Linked DNA regions of Anas platyrhynchos: region 1 is linked to region 2. Evidence: chromatin contacts called from public Hi-C data. All regions are on one chromosome and are shown on one strand. Each heading gives the region's core, a stretch centred on a gene start, on an enhancer-like site or on the middle of the called end of the contact. The rest is flanking DNA. Distances are from core to core; before and after follow the strand shown. Region 1 has its middle 18 kb from the start of CACNA1S. Region 2 holds the start of TBC1D22B (TBC1 domain family member 22B).

Region 1 (5,459 bases), core at 935-3,434, 34 kb before region 2:
TGCCAGGCGATGGTGTCGGACATGGTGGCTGTGTTTGAAGGCCTTGGGGAGCATCGTGGGTGCTGCAGCTGCACCAGGGCGCCCCGTGGTGCAGGTTCAGAAAAGAAGCCCCATGGTGGAGGTGGTTTGGAGGCTGTGGGGAAGGAGGTGGGGTAATTTGCTTTTCTTCAGCACCCAGATCCGCCCCGCTGTCTGCCTCCTGCTGCAGGGGGAGATGCCTGAAAACCCCAGCTGGGGTGTGACTGACTTTGCTTTTGTTTTCCGTGCCGGACTCAGGTGTAGGCAGTGCCATGAAGGTTGGAAAAGCCCTCCAAGATCATCTGGTCCAACCATCGCCCTACCACCACCATCACCCAGCCCTCCAACCACTGCAGCCCCACACTGTGCCGGGGACACCCATTTGGGCTCTTCACAGCCCTTGGGACTGGCCACTCGAGTGTCTGGGAGATCCCGAGCCTCCGGCACCAGCCTCAGCTGTTTGCAGCGATGTGACTCCCAGGAAGGGGAATGGAAAGTGTCTCGTGAAGGGGGAGTGAGTTCCTTCACAGCTGAAATTCCTCCTGGTCAGATGGATCCAGGTGATCCCGCTCCACACTGCCCTGCTCCTCGGGATCGCTAGTTTTGGGAGAAACAGGGTGACCCAGGAGGAGATGAGCCAGGCCTCCCCACAGCTTCGTTTTCGCCCCCAGTTTTGCTGCTTGTGGCCTTGAGGCCCTCCCTTTGCCCTCACCCAGAGCGAGATCCACTTCAATCCCACCTCCCTGCGCTTTGGCTTTTTGAGGCAAAAAAGGAGCGAAATGGGGGCACGGTCGCTACTGCACAGACAAACTGGATCCCCCTTCCCCTCCCTCCTTGCTCTCTACAGGGGATATAGAGGCTGGGGGACCCCAGGGGACAAGCTGGGGACAATTTGGGGACCGGCCACCCCTCGGTGCTGTGCTGCCTGCTGCCGCCCGAGGGCAGCAACGCCTCAGCTTTCCTCCGAGCCCGGTGCCGGCTGGTGCAGGGGAGATGCTCGGGTTTGTGCAAGGATCGGTGGAAATGAGGCCATAAAGCTTGCCCTAAACCCTCCTGCCAGCCCAGTGTGCGCCCCAGGAGCCTTTTTGGAGGGTGTATTTTCTGCGGGATGGGCACCAGGGGCTGTGCCCCAGCGGCATCCTGCCCGTAACTGCAGAGCCCGGGCTGGTAGCTCGCCCTCACCCAGCTCGGGGACCCTAATTAAGGATTTAGGGTGCTGCTCTCCCAGCCTGTCACAGCTCCTGAATTCAGTCCCCTGGTGTGGGGGCACCCCATAACCACAGACACCCCCCTCTGTGTCCCTGCACTCCTGCCCAACCCAGACTTTCCCTGGACCTTATTCTGCCCACAAATGCTTTTCACCATCCTCTTTAGTCCCCAGAAGTGTTTTTTTGTCCCCACCCTCTTTAGCTCCCCAGAAACGTTGCCCAGGCAGAAGTCACCACTTTGAGCCTGCCGGGGGCTCAAATGGGATGCGGGGAGGCTCTGGGGGCCCCAGGAGCCTTGCATCCCCCAGGGATCTGGGGGTCCCCGCTTACCCATTAGACGGGGACAGCTGCAGAGCCCTGCAGCAGCCCCAGCCCCAGCCCCAAAGCCTCAGCCAGATCCCAGGGGTGTCACAGGTGGAAGGGATCTGCAGATGGAAGGGAGGTGGGTCACAGCCCAGCATTGCAAATGGGGACAATGCTCAGGGAAAGAACTGGGGGCAAAAATAAACCTCAACCATCACCACCCTGGGGGTCTCTGGGGAGGTCTGTCAGTATTTTTCCCCCCTTCCCCAGCCTAACCAGCTCAGCCCATCCCAAGAAAGGGCAAGCTCTGGTGGCTTTATCTCCTCGGAAGCAAGAGATAATGTTGGGAAAGGGCGAAAGGAGTTCAGGTGTGGGGGGCAGAGCCCTGCCAAGGCGCCCTCCAGGGTGCCACCAACCGCGCGTGTTCCCCCCTCGCCCCTGCACCTCCTGCTGCTGCCTCACGCAGGGGAAACCCCAGCACCCCTGGAAAAGCCGAGGAAGCTCAGGGTGCTGCCGGGGGTGGGAGGGAAAAAGCAAGCGAGGGGGAAGCCCGCGGGGCTGGAACATCTGCGTGGCCGCCTTCCGCCCCGGCGTCACCCGTGTGTCAGCGAGGAACAAAACAAGCCCGGAGCGGGGAGCTGCCGTCAGCCCGCAGCTCATGAATGGGCCTAAGAATAGATTTCCTGTTTACCCAGCGACAAATCGCTTCTGGGGCAGAGGGCACCTGCTTGCTATTTTTTGCCAAGCCCCTGCCCAGCTTGCTCCCCGGCCCGCTGGCCTCTGGCCAGCCCCGAGCTGCCCCCTGCGCTGCTGCAGCATCCACGTGCGGCAGGGGAAAGGGCCCGCAGAGGCTGCTGAGGGCTGGAGGAGCAGGGCAGAGACACGGTCACAGCCGTGCCACCAGCATCGTGCCGTCCCCGAGCATGGCTGCAGGGTGAAACCCTGCAAAAAAACTGTGGGCCATGAGCGCCAGGGAGGCACAGAGCCAGCTCCTGCCCCCGGCACTGAGCGTCCCCCGGGTGCTGGGGGGCCAAGTAGGGCAGGATGAAGCCCCCAGGATGTCACCAAGGAGCACTTCCAGAGGTGCACGGCTGCCTGGACACGGATCCCTTGTCCTGCTGGGGTGCAGCAATCACTCGGCTGCGCTGAGCACCTCCAAAACAGGCTGGGAAACCCAGCGCACGGGGCACCTTGTGATTCCCCACTGTGTTTTCCCATAAGAAAAATATTTTACACCCAAAACCTGCAGCAAAAGCCCAGCGGGACCACTGGGGAACTCTGGGGGAAGCAGGGTCCCGTCCTACACTCAGCAAAACCCATTTTGAATGGGTTCCATTTCGATAATTAAAAAATCATACAAATATAACTTTTTATGATTTTAAATCATACGAATTTATTGAATTTTGCCTCCCCCTGCCTTTTCAGCCCCCTCGCAGCAATGGCCACGCGGAGCACTTCACCTTCTGGTCTCCCCACGTGGAAAGCGAAACCCCGTGGAGAAGTCGTGCAGTTTCCCATTCTTGAGAATGAGGAAGGCTCGGGGGCCATTTACTGGAATCCCCGCAGCCCTCCCCGTGGCCTTTTCTTGTAAGCACTGACCGAAATACATTGTGAAACCCACACGGCTGCTACTCTTGGGGGCCGGGCCACCCATCATTGAGAAAACGCAAACCGCGGCAAGGAGGAACCGGTGCTGCTGCAGCAGCCTCTCTGCAGAGGCTTCACTGTCCTGTGCTCAACCCAAATCCCAGCCAGGTACCCGAAACCTGGATTCCAAATCCCAAATTCTGGCTGGGTAGCACGGCCTGATGGTGTCAGGAATGGGATGCAGGAAGGTTCAAGGGCCTGGAGCCAGCAGGAAGGTGGCCAGCAGGTGCCAGCCGAAATGCACCCTGCGCCCGATCCTGTCCCGCAGCACGTCGGGAGGCTGCTTTGTGGGGTGGGGGCTCTTGCTCTATAGGGACAGGCTCCATAGGGGGGTCTCTACAGGGGAAGCATCCCCCTCCCAGTAGGGACTGCTTTGTTGGGTAGATTCTCCTGCGTGATAACTGATGTAGGTGCAGCGCTGCACCACAGGAGATGGGGTTCCTTGCTCTGTAGGGCTGGTCTCCAGCCAAATGGGGTATCCCTCATGCTAAAGTGGCCGAGGTTGGGCTGTATAGGACCTGGGCTCTGTAGGGGCCAGCTCCCCACAGCAGGATCTCTTGCCCTATAGGTGTTGGGCTCCACAGGTGCATTCCCAGGAGCTGCTGGAGCGGAGCTAGGGGGGTCTGCGCCGCGTGGAGAAGGGTTGCTCCCCATGCCCTGCCCTATAGGGGCTGCAAACCTGCCCTATAACGGCTGCAATCCTGCCTTATAGGACCTGCAATCCGCAGGGGCTGTGATCCACAGGGGCTGTGCTCAACGCTGCTGCCTGCACATCCCCGTGGGGCCTGTTCGGGAGCATCGCCCGCGCCGCGGCGCTGGGGCTGCGCGAGTCGGAGCCTCCGCAGCGCGGCCTCTGCCCGCCCGCAGCCTCTGCAGCCCGCGGGGTTTTCGGCTGTGTTCGCGGGCTGCCGAGCGGCCGAGCGCTCCTGGTAGGAGATGGCCGAGGCCGAAGGAGGCCACAGGGGAGCCCTGCCCAGCGCAGCCGTCCCTGCGGCACCCAGGGTCCCGTGGGACTCGCATTTCCCCTCCCAACCCGGCTGTGCTGGGGGCACCCCTGGGTGCAGGGATTTCGGATGGGAAATGCTGAAAAATGATGCAAAAAGGTTACAACGCCCCCCCCCCCCCAAAAAAAAAATGCAGCTGGGACCGTGCAACCCCCCCCCAAAAAAACCTCCAGGGAGCGAGGCAAAGCTGGAGGGGTCCCCAGCACCCACCCGGCTGCACCCCATTCTGCATCGCAGTGGCAGGATGCGACTGCCACCTGGGGGGGATTTATTTTTTTTTGGGGGGGGGGGGTTGCAGCTTCCTCATCCTTTGCAGGGCCCCCGCAGGCTGCCGGCAAAGGGCGTTTCGTGCAATTGAGAACCAGGTCGTGCATCGCGGCGTCTAGCGAGCCGCGGGCGGGAGGTGTTTCCCGGCGGCGCAGGAATTTGCTGCTTGCGCCCTTGTTGCAGGAGAATTCGGGGGAGAGGCGGGGACGGGGAGCGTGTGATGGTGAGGGGGGGGGGGGGGGGTTGTTATTATTTAATTTTATTTTCCTGCCTCCATCCAGGAATCTCTGCAATGTGCCGGCTGCTCCCCAGGAGGCTGGGGCAGCCGTGAGTCACCGCTGCTGCTGGAACGTGACTCAGAGCTGCTGCTGCTCCCCGCCAGGACATGACCGGACTGCCAAAACCTGGGAGAAGCCCAACGCCGCCGCCGCCCGCCCTCGCCCACCGGCGGGGAGGACGCGGGAGCCCCCCCACATCGCTCAGCACCCTGCCGGGGCATCGCCCCACTGCCGAGGGGCAGAGCTCAGCGTGGGAGAGCTCAGCATGGGGGGCAGATTGGTTTTTTTTTATTATTATTATTCATTAATAATTTTTTTCCCTCTTTTTTATCTTTTTCTCTCTTTTTTTTTTTTTTCCTCCAAGCCAGGAAAATCCCCTTCACCCGCTTTGCTTCGCCCATCTGTGGGGCCGTGGGTGCCTCCCCAAGGATTTTGCTGCCCCATCCTCCAGGCCAGACCCCGTAGGGGAGCGGGGAACACCTTGGGTCGCCCCCGCTCCTGGCGCTGCCCCTGCCCCAGTTCCCGTGCCTCAGTTTCCCCATCCGAAGGGGAACGGAGATGTCCCCAGGCAGGGGGCAGGGGGGGTGACTTCAGGTCGTGCTTTGAGGTCTCGGGGAGCAGCAGTGGGGTGCTGTGATTAATATTAATGGGCTCAGGTGGCAGGGAGGGACGGGGCGGACGTGGAGCCGGACGGAGCCACCGCAGCCCTGAGTCACCGACGGCCCCGTGCCGAG
Region 2 (5,429 bases), core at 2,183-4,682:
GATTCGTCCTCTGGGAGCTGTCCCATCTCAGCCGTGGAAAACCACATGAATTTGGGGTGAAACGCCCCTTCCCAGACCTCCAAAAACCCCATGGTGTAAAGGCGAGAGGGGCCAGGTGCTGGTTTCAGGCACCTGGAGCCCTGCTCGGTACCGGAGCCTCGTGTTTCGGCTCGGTGATGCCACTTGGGGTTTACAACAACCTTCCCTAGAGCAGGGTCTGAGCTAACGCTGCCTCCGTGACACACCGAAACTGCATCACTCGGCCCGAGAGTTGGTGGGGGTTTTTATGAGGAAGAAACACTTTATTCACCATAAAAAGAAAACATACCGCAAAAGCTTTCCAGTGTGTAAAGTTGAGTCAAATTTAGCAACTTCAGCTAAAGAGGGATGTTTTTAAAAGAGGTCATCAGTGTTTTTCATCCTTCTCCAAGCTTTTTGTCCCCTTCCTCCCGTGTAATGTTCGTGTTTTTAATCACCATGTTTGTTACAGTTAGGAGGGGGTTAATCGACCCGAAAAATGAAACACCAGCTCTTGTTTCACACTGAAGCAGCCATTTCAGTTAACCTGAAATGACACATGGGTGCGTGTCAGCGTTTGAAGGGAGAGCGGGTTGCAAGAGCGGAGATCTCACCCTGCTGCGAAAGCTGTGAGAAAAACAGAAGCAGCAAAATGTCATTTCAGGTCAAACCCACACTGCAATTCTTCATGTTCTCCCCCAAAACGTGCCGGCAGGGCTGGTGAGAAAGCAAGGCAGGGCCCCCCAGTGCAAGCATAACCCGTCGGTACCGACCCCAAGGGAAACTGCCCCTGTGCTCCCCACTGCTCGGCACGGATGTGCCACGGAGCCGTGATCTGCACCAGGCTGTTGCCCGTAGCTCAGTTCTTGCTGTAGCATCCCTGTGGGTGTGCACGGGGGCAGGAGGGCACACACGTGCTTGGATGTACGTCAATGCCCCCCCGAGCATATGGGTCTGGCTGGATTTGGCACATGTTGGCCAGCTGAGACCCGACTACAATCAAAGCTCAGCCACAGGCTTGGATTTCAGTCCCTTTTGTCCCATCCCTTGGATTTCAGTCCTTGGCATCCCTCTTGTCCCATCCCCACGTCTTTTGGGGAGGGGAGCAGAGCCAGTGAGCCGCCACCCCGCCATCCCTTCTCAGGCCCTCGGGTCACTCTCCTGTTTTTCTAGCAGGGTGTTTCCAAACAGCCTTTGATACATTCAGCAACCCAAGCATGAGACTATGAGCTGTGAATTGCTGTTAAAAAGCAGGAGGGAGATCTCCAGCAAGGATTTATCCCTCGGGCTGGGGAGGGACAGCAAAGGGAACCCACCCTGCCCAGCTGGAGGGGCCAGCAGGCACCCGGAGGAGGCTGTGCAGGGACCTGCAGGTGCCAGAAGTGGCTCTAGGACAGATGGACACACTCAGCCTCCCACCGACACTGAGGGGATGGTTTCCATTTCTCAGTGTGCTGAGCTTTCACGCTTCCCACCGCCGCCTTGCACGTGGCAATCATGTCCCAAACCAGGGCAAATTCCTCACACCTGCATTTGCAGTCGTGTTACGGGACGGGGAGCTTTGTGGTAATGCAAATGGACGTCGCACCTTGCAGACCACACGCTTTGAGCCACGTTGCCCTGGCTGGAAGGAGCAGTATTTCTGTCCCAGTTCAGACCAGCCCCTTTCTGGAAGCCCTGCTCGCCCTCCTGACTGGGATGGCACTGACCCCCCTGCAGCTGGGAGCCTCAAAAAGCTCTATTTTTTGCTAGTTTTAAGTTTCCTTTCTCTGCTTCAGCCTCGGGATGGGAAAAGGAACCGATTCCTCTCGCTCGGCTTTCGTTCTCGTTCAGAACCGAAAGCTGCCACACTTCTGGGCTCGCTGCTCTGCTCCTGGCCACACCAGGCCCCCAAAACACCTCCCTGCATCCCCAGAGCACCTGGCAGGGAAACAGCAGCAACAAGTGGATTGACACCACTGCACCCGCTGCTAGGCCAGGCTTTGTGGCTGCAACAAGCCTGTGCCGCCCTCTGCTGTCAGCCCCGTCCTAAAAAAAGATAATTTTTCTGCAGAAATGCGCCTGCGATTTGTATTTCCCTCTCGCTTTGTGAGCACACGCAGCCCTCCCGCTCCCCAGAGGGTTTCCCCACTGCACTCGGGGTGATGCTGAGGGGACAGGGACAGCAGAGCTGGGGGTGGCAGCTGTCCCTTGGCTGGCTCGGGTGGCCCAGCGCCTGAGGTGTCCCCGAGGGGCTCCCTGCCCCGCTGCAAATAGGGGAAACTGAGGCACGGGCTGCGGCACTGACTCGTGGCCCTGCCAGCCACCAGGCACTGCTGAATGAGGCCCAGGCAGCACGGGGCCATCGCGCCTCGCCACCGGGATCTGGATGTCCCCATGTCCCCAGGGCCCTGGTGGCAGCACGCGGCCTGTGCCTGCCGCCATGGGGGCCTGGCACTCGGGGCTGCCCCCATGGAGGGGTTTTCTCCTCAGGGATGACAGAGGGGGCTGGCGGGGTCCCAAGATGTCACCACAAAGTCTGTTTGGGGGGTTCATTTTTTATTTGTTTGGGGGGTTATTTTCTTTATTTTTGTGTTTATGGGAGGTGGGGGAGTCCCCGTCCCTGGGGGGGCTCCAGGAGAGGTTGGGGCTGGTGCTTGGGGACACGGCTCAGTGGGGACAGTGGTGGGGGGGTGCTTGGAGCAGGTGACCCTGGGGGGCTCCTCCAGCCCTGATGACGCCATGGCAGTGACTCTGTGTTTTGACACTTGTGCTTTTTTCCACTTTACCCCCGTTTATTCACCAGGCGACCTCCCACACCTCACGGAGGCCGCCCCTATAACGCCCCTATAACACCCCGTTACTGGGGGACGTCCCCTGGGGGCTCAGTGAGGTGCCCCCCGCCCTCCCCATCCCTCTGGGTGCCATGGCAACGGGGAGGGGGGGGGCACCCGGGGACCCCACCACCCCTCATCCCCCCCCCCCCCCCCCCGCTCCCTGATGGTTCAGCCCGCCGCCAGCTCCCCCCGTCTCCCCGCGGGTGGTTTAAACCGCTCCCCCCCTCCCATCCCCTTCATGGTTTTGTCCCCCCCTCCCCCAGCGGAATGGTCTCTCCCGGCCCTCAGGGCGCTGTTTAACCCTGCCCGCCCAACCATTACCGTGGCGGGGGGGGGGCCCACGGGGGGAGGTCCCCTCCCGTCCCCAGCGCCCATTGCCAGCCCCCCCCCCCCCCCGCCCTTCTTCCTTCAGCACTAAATACTCCTCCCCACTCCCCTCTACAGCAGGTGAGATGGTTCATCCCACCCCCACAATAACCGAAATGGCTCACCCCCCCCCCCAAACATCCTAGATGGTACATCCCACCCCCTCCTTCCCCAACCCCTCCTCGTATGACATCACCCCTTCCCCTCTCCCCATTGGCCGAGCCTCCGGGACCGCCGCGAGGGCGACCAATGGCGGCGCTCCCCGCGCCCTCAACCAACATGGCGCCGGCGGCGGCTTCAACCGGGCGGCGGTGAGGGCGGAGGGGGGGGCGCCGGGGCCTTCTCCGCGCTCCGCCGCTGCGCCGGGGGCGGCCGGGCCCTGCCCGGCCCCGTCCCCCCCCCCCTCGGCCATGGCCGCCGAGAGCGGGCGGCACTTCTGGAAGCGCAGCGCCAAGCTGCCCGGCAGGTGGGGGCCGGGGGCCTTGAGGGGGGCTGAGGGGGCTTGGGGGAGGGGCTGAGGGGGCTTTTTGGGGGGGGCTGTGGGGTTTGGGGGGGGCTGTGGGGTTTTTTGGGGGCCTGAGGGGTCTTGGGGGGGGGCTGAGGGGGGTTTTGGGGGGGGGCTGTGGGGTTTGGGGGGGCTCTGGGGTCTTTTGGGGGGGGGTTATGGGGGGCTTTGGGGGGGATGTGGGGTTTTTTTGGAGGGTTTGGGGTTTTTCTAGGGGGGCTCTGGGGTTTTTGGGGGGTTGTGAGGGTCTTTGGGGTGTGTGGGGGTCTTTGGGGGGGCTGTGGGGTGTCCTGGAGGGGTTGGTATCTTTAGGAGGGATTTTTTGGGAGGTTATAGGGGGTTTTGGGTGTGGGGGGGGTCTTTTGGGGTCTTTAGGGGGGGCTATGGATTTTTTGTTTTTTTTGGGGTGTTTGGGGTGGCTGTGGAGTTTTGGGGTTTGTGAGGTTTTGGGGAGGAGGGGAGTGGAGTATGGGGGGGACGTGGTGCTGGGGGGTGGGGAGGTCTGAGGGGGGGCTGCACCCGTGCTGGGGGGGCTCCAAGGTTTTGGGGTGAGGGAGGCCGAGCCTTAACCCCCCCCCCCCCATAATGAGACCCTGCACAGAAACACCGAGGAGACCCTGGCCTCATTGTGGAGCCCCCCCGTTTCATGGGGGCCCCCTCCTTTTCTTGCAGCCCCCCCTTTTCCTGCACTTCCCCCTCTGGGCCCGTTTCCCAGGGAGGGCTCCACATTCACGGGGGACACCGCAGGGACCCCCCCGCTGTGGGACCGGGGGGGCGATGCTGCTGTGGGGTCTCTCCCTGCCTGGCCCCAGGAGCGGGGCACAACGGGGTGGCCGCAAGCCCCGTGCCCCAAACACAAACCCCATCGTGCTGGGGGCGTGTGGGGCCGGGACACCCCCTTTCCGGGGATTCTTTTGGGGTTTTGTGCGCGTCTGGCCCTCCTCGGGCTGTGTTCATGCTCGTTTGCCTGATCTGAACCCTGCCCTTTTTCTCCGGGTGTAGGCACGGGGTGAAATCAGTCGGAATTAAATCCCAACAGGCTCCCGCTCGGCTCTGGGGCTGCTCCAGCGCCCCGCTGTCAGTGGGACAGCCCGGATGGGGCACGGCACCTTCCCCCTCTCCTCTCCTGGTTGGAGCGGGTTCTGTGCACCCCCTGGGTCCCTCCTGGCCCCATTCTTTCGCCCCAAGCTGCTGCTGCCTTGGGGCTGCTTCGCCCCGGCACGCTGCAGCCAGGGGAACCGGTCGGGGAGGCAGCCAGCCCTGCCCAGGCAGAGCTCTGCCTGCAGACAGGTTCCTAAATCCCCCCCCTGTCCGAGGAGGTGTGTTACCAGCCCTAAATACCCCGTGTGCCATCCTTTCCAGGAACGGGTACAGGCAGGGCTCGGGCCTCAACCCCAAAGGGCAGCACCGGCACGGACAGCAGAGGTGTGGGACACCCGGCACCGGGCTCAGAGCTGCCTCTTGTGCTTCTGATGGGAACTTTTTGAGGTCTTCCCTGCACATTTTTGGCTCTCTCCTTCCCTTGTCCTGACAAGTTGGTGGAGGGAGGCTTTGGGATGATCTGGAGGCTGCCCTAGGTTCGTTTGCCACGATGGGAGGAATGGGGCCGCTTGGGTTTGTGAGCTTGTAGCTTTTCCCTGTCGATATTAGGGCGTGTGGCAGAAGTGGTAAAGGTGGTTTCACGTCTCCCGTGCTGCCCCGTGGCTGTTGCATTGGGATTTGTC

What was found. A called contact is a pair of places that touch in the nucleus more often than the background predicts.
Region 1: a Hi-C map of subcutaneous adipose tissue shows a contact between it and region 2, with 4 times the contacts expected there. The contact joins the enhancer-like site here to the promoter of TBC1D22B in region 2. A contact is called at or near these places in 7 of 8 Hi-C or Micro-C datasets (F1 follicle, F5 follicle, liver and 3 more).

What each region holds. Positions count from the first base shown.
Region 1 is chr27:4,736,261-4,741,719 of IASCAAS_PekinDuck_T2T, reverse strand. No RefSeq gene overlaps it. Among named protein-coding and RNA genes, the nearest start is that of CACNA1S, 18 kb to the left of the region's middle. Within about 2 kb of position 2,184, at least 3 of the 8 cell types and tissues checked have an H3K27ac peak or open chromatin away from gene starts, as enhancers often do. A contact at or near this core is called in subcutaneous adipose tissue, where this site is marked.
Region 2 is chr27:4,704,033-4,709,461 of IASCAAS_PekinDuck_T2T, reverse strand. TBC1D22B (TBC1 domain family member 22B) reads left to right here and starts at 3,432. Exons shown (of 13, transcript XM_038168398.2): 1 at 3,432-3,666. The coding sequence starts at 3,611.